Regions from separate parts of the Rattus norvegicus genome. Here region 1 is linked to region 2. Evidence: chromatin contacts called from public Hi-C data. All regions are on one chromosome and are shown on one strand. Each heading gives the region's core, a stretch centred on a gene start, on an enhancer-like site or on the middle of the called end of the contact. The rest is flanking DNA. Distances are from core to core; before and after follow the strand shown.

What was found. A called contact is a pair of places that touch in the nucleus more often than the background predicts.
Region 1: a Hi-C map of kidney shows a contact between it and region 2, with 1.9 times the contacts expected there. The contact joins the promoter of Dusp6 here to the enhancer-like site in region 2. A contact is called at or near these places in 3 of 12 Hi-C or Micro-C datasets (kidney and liver).

Annotation. Positions count from the first base shown.
Region 1 is chr7:35,977,573-35,981,756 of GRCr8, reverse strand. It overlaps Dusp6 (dual specificity phosphatase 6), which reads right to left and starts at 2,153. Exons shown (of 3, transcript NM_053883.3): 1 at 1,321-2,153; 2 at 414-851. The coding sequence starts at 1,720.
Region 2 is chr7:35,943,695-35,947,663 of GRCr8, reverse strand. No RefSeq gene overlaps it. Among named protein-coding and RNA genes, the nearest start is that of Dusp6, 34 kb to the left of the region's middle. Within about 2 kb of position 1,668, at least 3 of the 93 cell types and tissues checked have an H3K27ac peak or open chromatin away from gene starts, as enhancers often do. A contact at or near this core is called in kidney and liver, where this site is marked.

The DNA of each region.
Region 1 (4,184 bases), core at 904-3,403, 34 kb before region 2:
GCAGTATCATTCAGCTAGGTAACGTCTAGTATTCAAACTGCTTTCCAACAACTAACTTGGGTGTCCTAAAAATAACTCCTGGGTCTTCTTTTTAAATCATAAAGCAACACTAGGATTGTCAGCAAGTGAGTGCTAATTTGCTCTCCACTCACTCCCTGTCTAGAGACAAGGAAAATGTGGCTGATTGGAACAGCCCCCTTTTAAAAGTACTGAATTAAACGGTTCAAATAGTCCCCTGATCTGCTAATGTCAACAAGCCCTGTTTCCCCTTCAGCCAGAAGGCAAACCAGAATTAACACTCTTGGAACAGTAGAGACCTGCAGTCTCTCCACCCCCAACCCCCACTCCCCAAATAGCTTGCAGGAAAACAGATTAACATCTTCAACTCATGAATGACTGAAAATTAGTCTCACCTATGAAAGAAATGGCCTCAGGGAAAAACTGGGACAGGTTTTGGCTCCAGTGATCAGAGATAGGAATTTGCTTGTACTTGAACTCCCCTGCATTCTCAAACAGATTGGGCAGATTGGGGGTGACGTTCAAGATGTACTTGATGCCAAACTCTTCCAACACGTCCAAGTTAGTAGAGTCCTTGGCACAGCCCAGGTAAAGGAAGGGCAAAATCTCCACCGGGAAGGAAGGCTGGCTGTTGGACAGCGGGCTGCCATCGGAGTCCGTTGCACTATTGGGGTCTCGGTCAAGGTCAGACTCAATGTCCGAGGAAGAGTCGGAGCTGATCCTCAGGCCCCCGAGTCCCAGCACTGGCAAGGGCGGGGAGCTGCTGCTGCACGAGCCGTCTAGATTGGTCTCGCAGTGCAGGGCGAACTCGGCCTGGAACTTACTGAAGCCACCTGCCAGAAACAAGAAAAGCGTTCTTGTAACCTGAGAAGCTGTAGTAATTTTCAGCTTGTGAGAGGCACAGGAGGTGCAGGAGACACTACGGTCAGGCGACCTATGAACCCCACTGCAGTAGTAAAAACACACTTCAATGTGCATCTTTAAGAATACAACCATCTGCCTACCCAGGGAGCGTTTATTCTTCTGATTCCGGAAATGCACAAAATTACTTAGTATTTCGAGGAGCTAGGAGGTGTCAAGCTGCACCCTGAACTACATTTCCAGCTCTTCTGAATCTTAAGTCTAAACCAACCCAGAAGAAAGCGAGAGGAAGGTGGAGGTGCCGGATTATAAAGAACCCTTAAAAAAGAAGCTACCACGCTGGCCCAGCTCCCTTAAGCGCAATGCGAGAGGCGATCGCTACCTCGCCCGCAGTTCCCCAGCCTGCAGCCCTAGCTCCGAGCGCCGGGGCGCACAACATACCTTCAAGGTAGAACGCCCGGCAGCCCTCGTCTTTGAGTTTCTTGAGCAGCAGCCCGAGGACCGACTCTCCACCTGTGTTCTCATTCCAGTCGCTGCTGTTCTCGTCGTAGAGCACCACGGTGTCGGTGCCGCAGCGCCTGGTAAAGCGGTCCCGGTCCTCGCAGCGCGTGAATAGCGCGCGCACCGGCAGGTTGCCCTTCTGCAGACGCCGCAGCATGATGCCCGGGATGGCCACGTTGATGGCAGATTCGATGTGCGACGACTCGTACAGCTCCTGCGGTCGGCAGTCCATCAGCAGCAGCTGTTCGTTGCCCAGCTCCAGCTGCTCGTTGAGCCACGCCACCGTCTTGCTGATCGCCATTTCCGACGCGAAGGGCACGGGTCTGAGCGTATCTATCATGGGGGTCGAGCTGCAGGAGAAGGCGGGGTGCCTAGCAGACGCCCCTCGAGGCAGGCATAGGCCAAGCACGCCGTGAGAAGCTCCGGCTCTCGGAGCCGGGTTTGATTCGGCCTTTCCCAAGCCGAAGCTAGCGGTTAGGGAAGGCGACAGAAGCCAAGCCGGTGGTCCCTCTGCACCAGATCACTCTCAGAGTCAATGAATCTCTCTGAATGAAAGTGCCCAGTTTTGTTCCTACCCAGTGAATGAAATCCAATTAATTCGGACTCCGTGCCACTGAGAGGAGAAAAAGGAAAAAAGAAAAAAGTCTAGCAGCTCCTAATCCCTCTGAGGCTGCACCTCAGATCCAACCCCGTGTTTCTCGCCGGATTATTCAAGACTGGGTTTGCTCGCAGTCCCTAGGACTCCGCGAGAGCACACCCCCTGTGCCAGGCAGCTCCTCAATGGATACAAACAGCCAGCGTCTCAATGGATACATTCTCTCGGCCAGCCAATGAGCGCGCTGCGGAAGGGGCTGTTGCCGTGGGGACGGGCCGGCTGGAACAGGTTGTGTTGATGAATTGTTAATGAGTTTGTCATTCACAAAAACGGAAAGGAATTTCCGCTCCGGATAAGCCCCAGTGCAAACAAGCTGCAACTGCGGGCTCGGCGGGAGGAAGGAGAAAGAAGAGGAGGCGGCGGTGGAGGAGGAGCAGGGCACATAAACCAGGGCACTAAAGTTGTCTCGTGTTTCCTTCTGTTGAGAGTTCACACTTCGCGTCTAACTCTTGCGCACCAGTAGTGCAATTAGCAAGCACAAAAGCCCTTATTCGCTACTCTTACTATCTCAAGTTAGCCTTAATAAAACGTGAGGGTCCCCCACCCCTTTTTTTATTCCCTTTAACGCTAGATCCTAGCCCGCTCCTTCTCCCTCACCACCACCCCGGTCCTCCTTTAGATCGTGTGTGGCATTTGTTTGGCTCTTTTAAAAGTCTAGTTCTGTTTGTTCTGAAGTCCTTTTAGCCGAGGCTGTGTTGGGGCTGGTGAACTGCCTGGGCTTTAGCGACCCAACGAAGTGTTAAATGCTAATCCAACATCTCTAGAAACAAACTAGTGTTTTGTTGAAACATTTTAAAGCAGCTAAGCAAACAAGCGTTTGGTTGTCCAGAAAACCAGAAGCACCCCAATCCCGAGTTTTCTCAACTTTCGGGGGGGGGGGCGAGCAGGAAAAACCTTGTCAGCTAGCCCTACACTTTTCTTATGCTCCGGTGGGGTGGAGGCATTCTGAGCCATTGCTCCGGAGATCTTGCTCCCCACCCCCACCGGTCACCCATCGAGCCTGGAGAGACGAGCTCCTTTAACGATTTGGGGTCAGAAGCAGAGTTTGGCTTCTAAGAGGAACCGGTCTGGCAAGGCAGCCTAGGTTAGGCGCCTGGGACACCGGGCCTCACCAACGCTCCCTGCAACCCGGAGACGTGGGGGGAGTCCTCCGCAAGACCTTTAAGCCTGAGGGAACTGGCTACTGTGGGCAGCGAGGCCAGTCCCCTAACCTTTCTCGGCTGCAGCGGTTCCCGAGCTCCGCATGGAGCACTCTAGCAACTCCAAACGCGCTTGCGCGCTGCGCTTTGGCCGCAGCACCGCTGCTCTGGGGAGGGGGAGGGGGAGGACACGCGGCGACCCCGTGATCGAATGTAAGGCCGTCACGGAACTGTCCCCTAGGGAGAGACCTAGAGTCGGAAAGAAGCCAGAGATGTCCCTGTCTGGACCCCTTGGTTTCCGAGTTAGGATTTGGGAGTCTCATGGGCACCACACGCAGGCAATTTAGGACGGAGGCGGCGCGGCACCGGAGCCGGATGGAGGCGTGGCCGGCGGGGGCCGCGACGGCGACGAGAGCGCATCCCCGGCGCGCACAGCTCTATTGTTATATAAAAGTGCCGAGTCCGCCCCTCCCGGACGGAAAACCACCTGTGTGCGGCGACGGCGGGCCCTGCGGAAGGCGCGCGTCCCGATCCGGTCTGCCCTTCGGGTCCCACGGAAAGGAGCCCGGCTTTGTCCGGCCGCGACCGGGAGGAGGAAGCGCTGGCTGCGGCCCTTCCCGAATCCGGGGCGCGGAGGGCGTCTAAGGTCACGGGATCTCCCCAGCCCAGAGCCTCGCAGCTCGGTCCTACCTACTGTCGCCCGCAAAGCAATTTGCATTTTTAATCACCCTCCTCTTCCGGGGTTTGGGAAATGTGGGCTAAAAGAGAGCGACTTGGAGGTCCAAGTTGCCAATTTTGGAGCCCTCCCGCAGGCAGGCGCCCCAGGAGGAGCGTTTTGATGAAAATGGGGGTTGCCTCCATCCTCTCTCCGCGCCTTTTTTGGGCAGCCTAGGAACAAAACGCCCATATTTCGCTGGCTAGCTTCCAACTCCTGCTGGGGTAGGCCTGTGCTGCAGCTGACGCCCCCGGATCCTTCCACATCTGTTACAGGCTTTCCCACCCCGAGACAG
Region 2 (3,969 bases), core at 419-2,918:
AGGGCAGTCAGTTCTAGAAAACGGAAGGAGAGAGAACATTGCAGTAATGTGTGCCTTTCCTTTTGTGTCAACAAAAGTACAAGCTAAAGTATGCAAGGTGCTGCTGTAGGAATTGACGTCACGTTCGCTCAAATTAAGTCAAAACTCTGCAACTTTGGGAAAAACCCCAGTTTATCTTCTCAAGAACCCATGGTATCTACTGTGCTTGTTGCCACCATCACTCCCTTTACCCGTCTTCCTTCTCCAACATTTTAAGTTACACACACACACACACACACACACACACACACACACACACCACATACACCACACACACACACACACCACACACACACCACATACACCACACACACACACACCACATACACCACACACACACACCACACACACACACCACACACACCACACACACACACACCACCCACCACACACACACACACCACACACACACACCACACACACACACACCACACACACACCACACACACCACACACACCACACACACCACACACACACACACACACCACACACACCACACACACACACACCACACACACATACCACACACACACACCACACACACACACCACACACACACCACACACACACCACACACATACCACACACACCACACACACACACACCACACACACACACACCACACACACACACCACACACACACACACACACCACACACACACACCACACACACACACACACCACACACACACCACACACACACACACCACACACACACACACACCACATACACACACACACCACACACACCACACACACACACACACACCACACACACACCACACACACACACCACACACACACCACACACACCACACACACACACCACACACACACACACACCACACACACACCACACACACACACACCACACACACACACACACCACATACACACACACACCACACACACCACACACACACACACACACCACACACACACCACACACACACACCACACACACACCACACACACCACACACACACACCACACACACACACACACCACACACACCACACACCACACACACACACACACACCACACACACCTGCTTGCTTCTGGGAGAGCATACACTAGCCTGGTGTGGAGATGTCCAGCATGCCAATTCGGAATTTGAAAGAAAGCAGAGGAATGAGGCCAAACTGCAGATGTTGAGCTGACCAGACTCAGATGTGTAGCTACCAGTACAGCATCGAATCTCTTCCTGGTAAAGAAGTCATAGTAACACAACATGATGTGCATGATGTGAAACAGACTTGGTTTTCTACAAGGAAAAGATCACAGAAAATCCCGGCAGAGGCGAGACCTGTCAAATGCTCTTGACTTGGAATCCCAATGTCCAGAGCAGTGACACAGAAGGAGAACCCATCCAATAATTTCACCCTAGTAGTCTCAGAACACAGGAAACTGCATGATCCCTCTCAGCTAAATTCCTAGCTTATCTTAGGTTTGTTTTTTGTTTTGTTTTTGTTTTTAAAGAAACCAGATTCTTCAACTTTTTCTTCTTTAAGATGAGCTATTCTAGATTCTTCTAATACATTTGTTTGCTTGCTTAACATATCCTGTGTCAGCCTCTGTTACCTACATCCCAGGGTTCTGACCAAAATAGCTCCTCACATGCTTCAGGCTCCAACATGCAAGGCTAAAGGTTAAACTCTGGGGGTGGGAGGTGGAGTCATTGGGTCAAATATTTACTAAGCCACCAAGGTCAATTTTTTTTTTCTTCAAGTCATTCGTCTCCCAAATGGTGACTTTACAGTGTCCCTTACAGAATGGCAACTACACAAGCCCAAGGAGGAAAAGAGATTCTGGACCTGGATTTCCTGGAGTCAACTGGATCCCAACCACCAGGTTACCTAGGTCTGCCAATCACGAGCCCTAAAGATTCTGTGGAAATGTCAGTGGTGCCGGTCTATGGAGCAAGTTTCACTCAGTCTTATAAGCAACAATGACAAAGTCACCGGGTCATTACATAACAGGTTATGTTGAAGGAACAGCCACTAAAATTAGACCAACACACATTTTGAAAAATCACTGTGTGGGGATGCTTTCAAAATCTCACCATCAGGGTCCTACCCTTCACAGATTTAGTCTTGCCTTTGCACAGCAAGTCCACTGTCTCCCTGAGGGTCAGTTTGATGTTAACTTAAGCTGCATTTCAAGGTCATGGTCCTTTGTATTCCTATAACTTTTACTATGCTCTGGGTTATTTTAAGCTTTGGTATGAGAAAAGAACCTCTGATCAGTAACAATCAGCTCTTTCTCTCTCTTCCCTCCTTCCATCCCTCCTTCTCTCCCTCCCTCCCTCCTTCTTTCTTCTTCCATTCTTCCCTCCCTACTACATCTTTTCTCTGAGTGCCAGTTGGCAACCTGTTGGGGAAGCGACATCTGTGTGTTCCTTCGTTCAGCAAACATTTACTGGGTACCCACTCAGTCCAAGCGCCATATCCCTTGTGAGGCACTGGTGAGTTAAGCAGGGTACATCCTTGCCTATTTGAGCTTCTATTACAGTGGAGGGAGGCAGAAGCAAACAGGAGAGCCTCACAGATCTGCTCGGCCTACAGGGAGAAAGTGAGTTTAGACTGGTTGGGGCTTTGGATGCTTCTCTAAGTGGAAATGGGTATTTGTGTAAATTAGCAGTTAATATATGATAGAATCTTAAGCCGAGGAAAAATTAAAAACCGGAAATCGCTGACTTTAAAGGAATGCAAAGAGTTAAAAATCTATCAGGGGAAGCTTTATTTCTATGAACTTATTTCAGGGATTCTTTGTCCTTCTAGGCGAGGACCCTGTCATAAGTACCCTGTATTTGTGGAATGCTCTCTGGTAACATGGAGACCCTTTTTGCAATAATATTCCTTGGTTTCTGTGAGAATCAGTGAGGACACTGATACTACAGATCAGAGAACTAAGGCTCAGATAACTTCCTCAGTGTGGTCACTTACTTCAGACGTGACTAGAAGGTGGGCCTTCCCTTTTCCTAGTCAATGCCAATGGCGCTCAGGGTCGCCCCCATCTTGTTTTCATTTGTTTGTTTTTTGTGTTTTTTTTTTTATCTATCATAAAGTGCTTTGAAGCTGTGGGTTCTCTTAATGTGCGATTAACAATTTTGTTCTGATTAGCCCTCCCAGAATAGCCCTCCCCCAAATCACATATCCCTATTGAACACACATCTGTACTTCGCTGCTATGGTTTGCCAAAAATTATTATTTGTTGGTCACAAATATTTTGGGGGAAGCATGGCTCAGAGACTATTCTGCAAGTATCAGAGTTTTCACTATGCTTTGTTCATTTATGGGTCATCACAGGAAGTAAGCCAAAGAGGACACATATATCTAATTAGTGTTTTACATAAAAAACACTAGAGGCAAAAATATTGATGGCACACTCATTACACCAGTCTATGGAACTTTAATATTCTCTCTACCGTTCATACCCATTTCCTTGATTCATTCAGATCTATAAAATTGATCGGCTTAGGGAGAACGGGATGGAAATCAAAGAAACCATTAGAAAACTGCTACCTTTGCAAACAGAAGCTAATGCTTCTCTAACAGGCACTATAAAGCCCAGCGGTATGCTCCAAGTTTCATGCAGTTAGGTCATCTAATCAGTTACCTGGCCTTTTTGGGAACATATAGCTCTATCCATATAACCATTTTATAGATGAGAAAATCCAGGGTCCAAATGGTTAACAAGTTTGTACCAACACAGACAGCAAACACAGTGGTAGAGCCAGGCCCATTTAGCTCTAGAATTCTCTTTTTTAGTTATTATTATTATTGTTATTATATTGGAGGCACAGATAATTAGATCCTAGTTCAGCTCCCTATTTAGATGAAAAAGATCAGGGTTCCTAACAGACTAGGGATCTGGTTAAACCACCAGGTTCCACTCCCACAACTGGTCTCAGGTATGCTACCAATG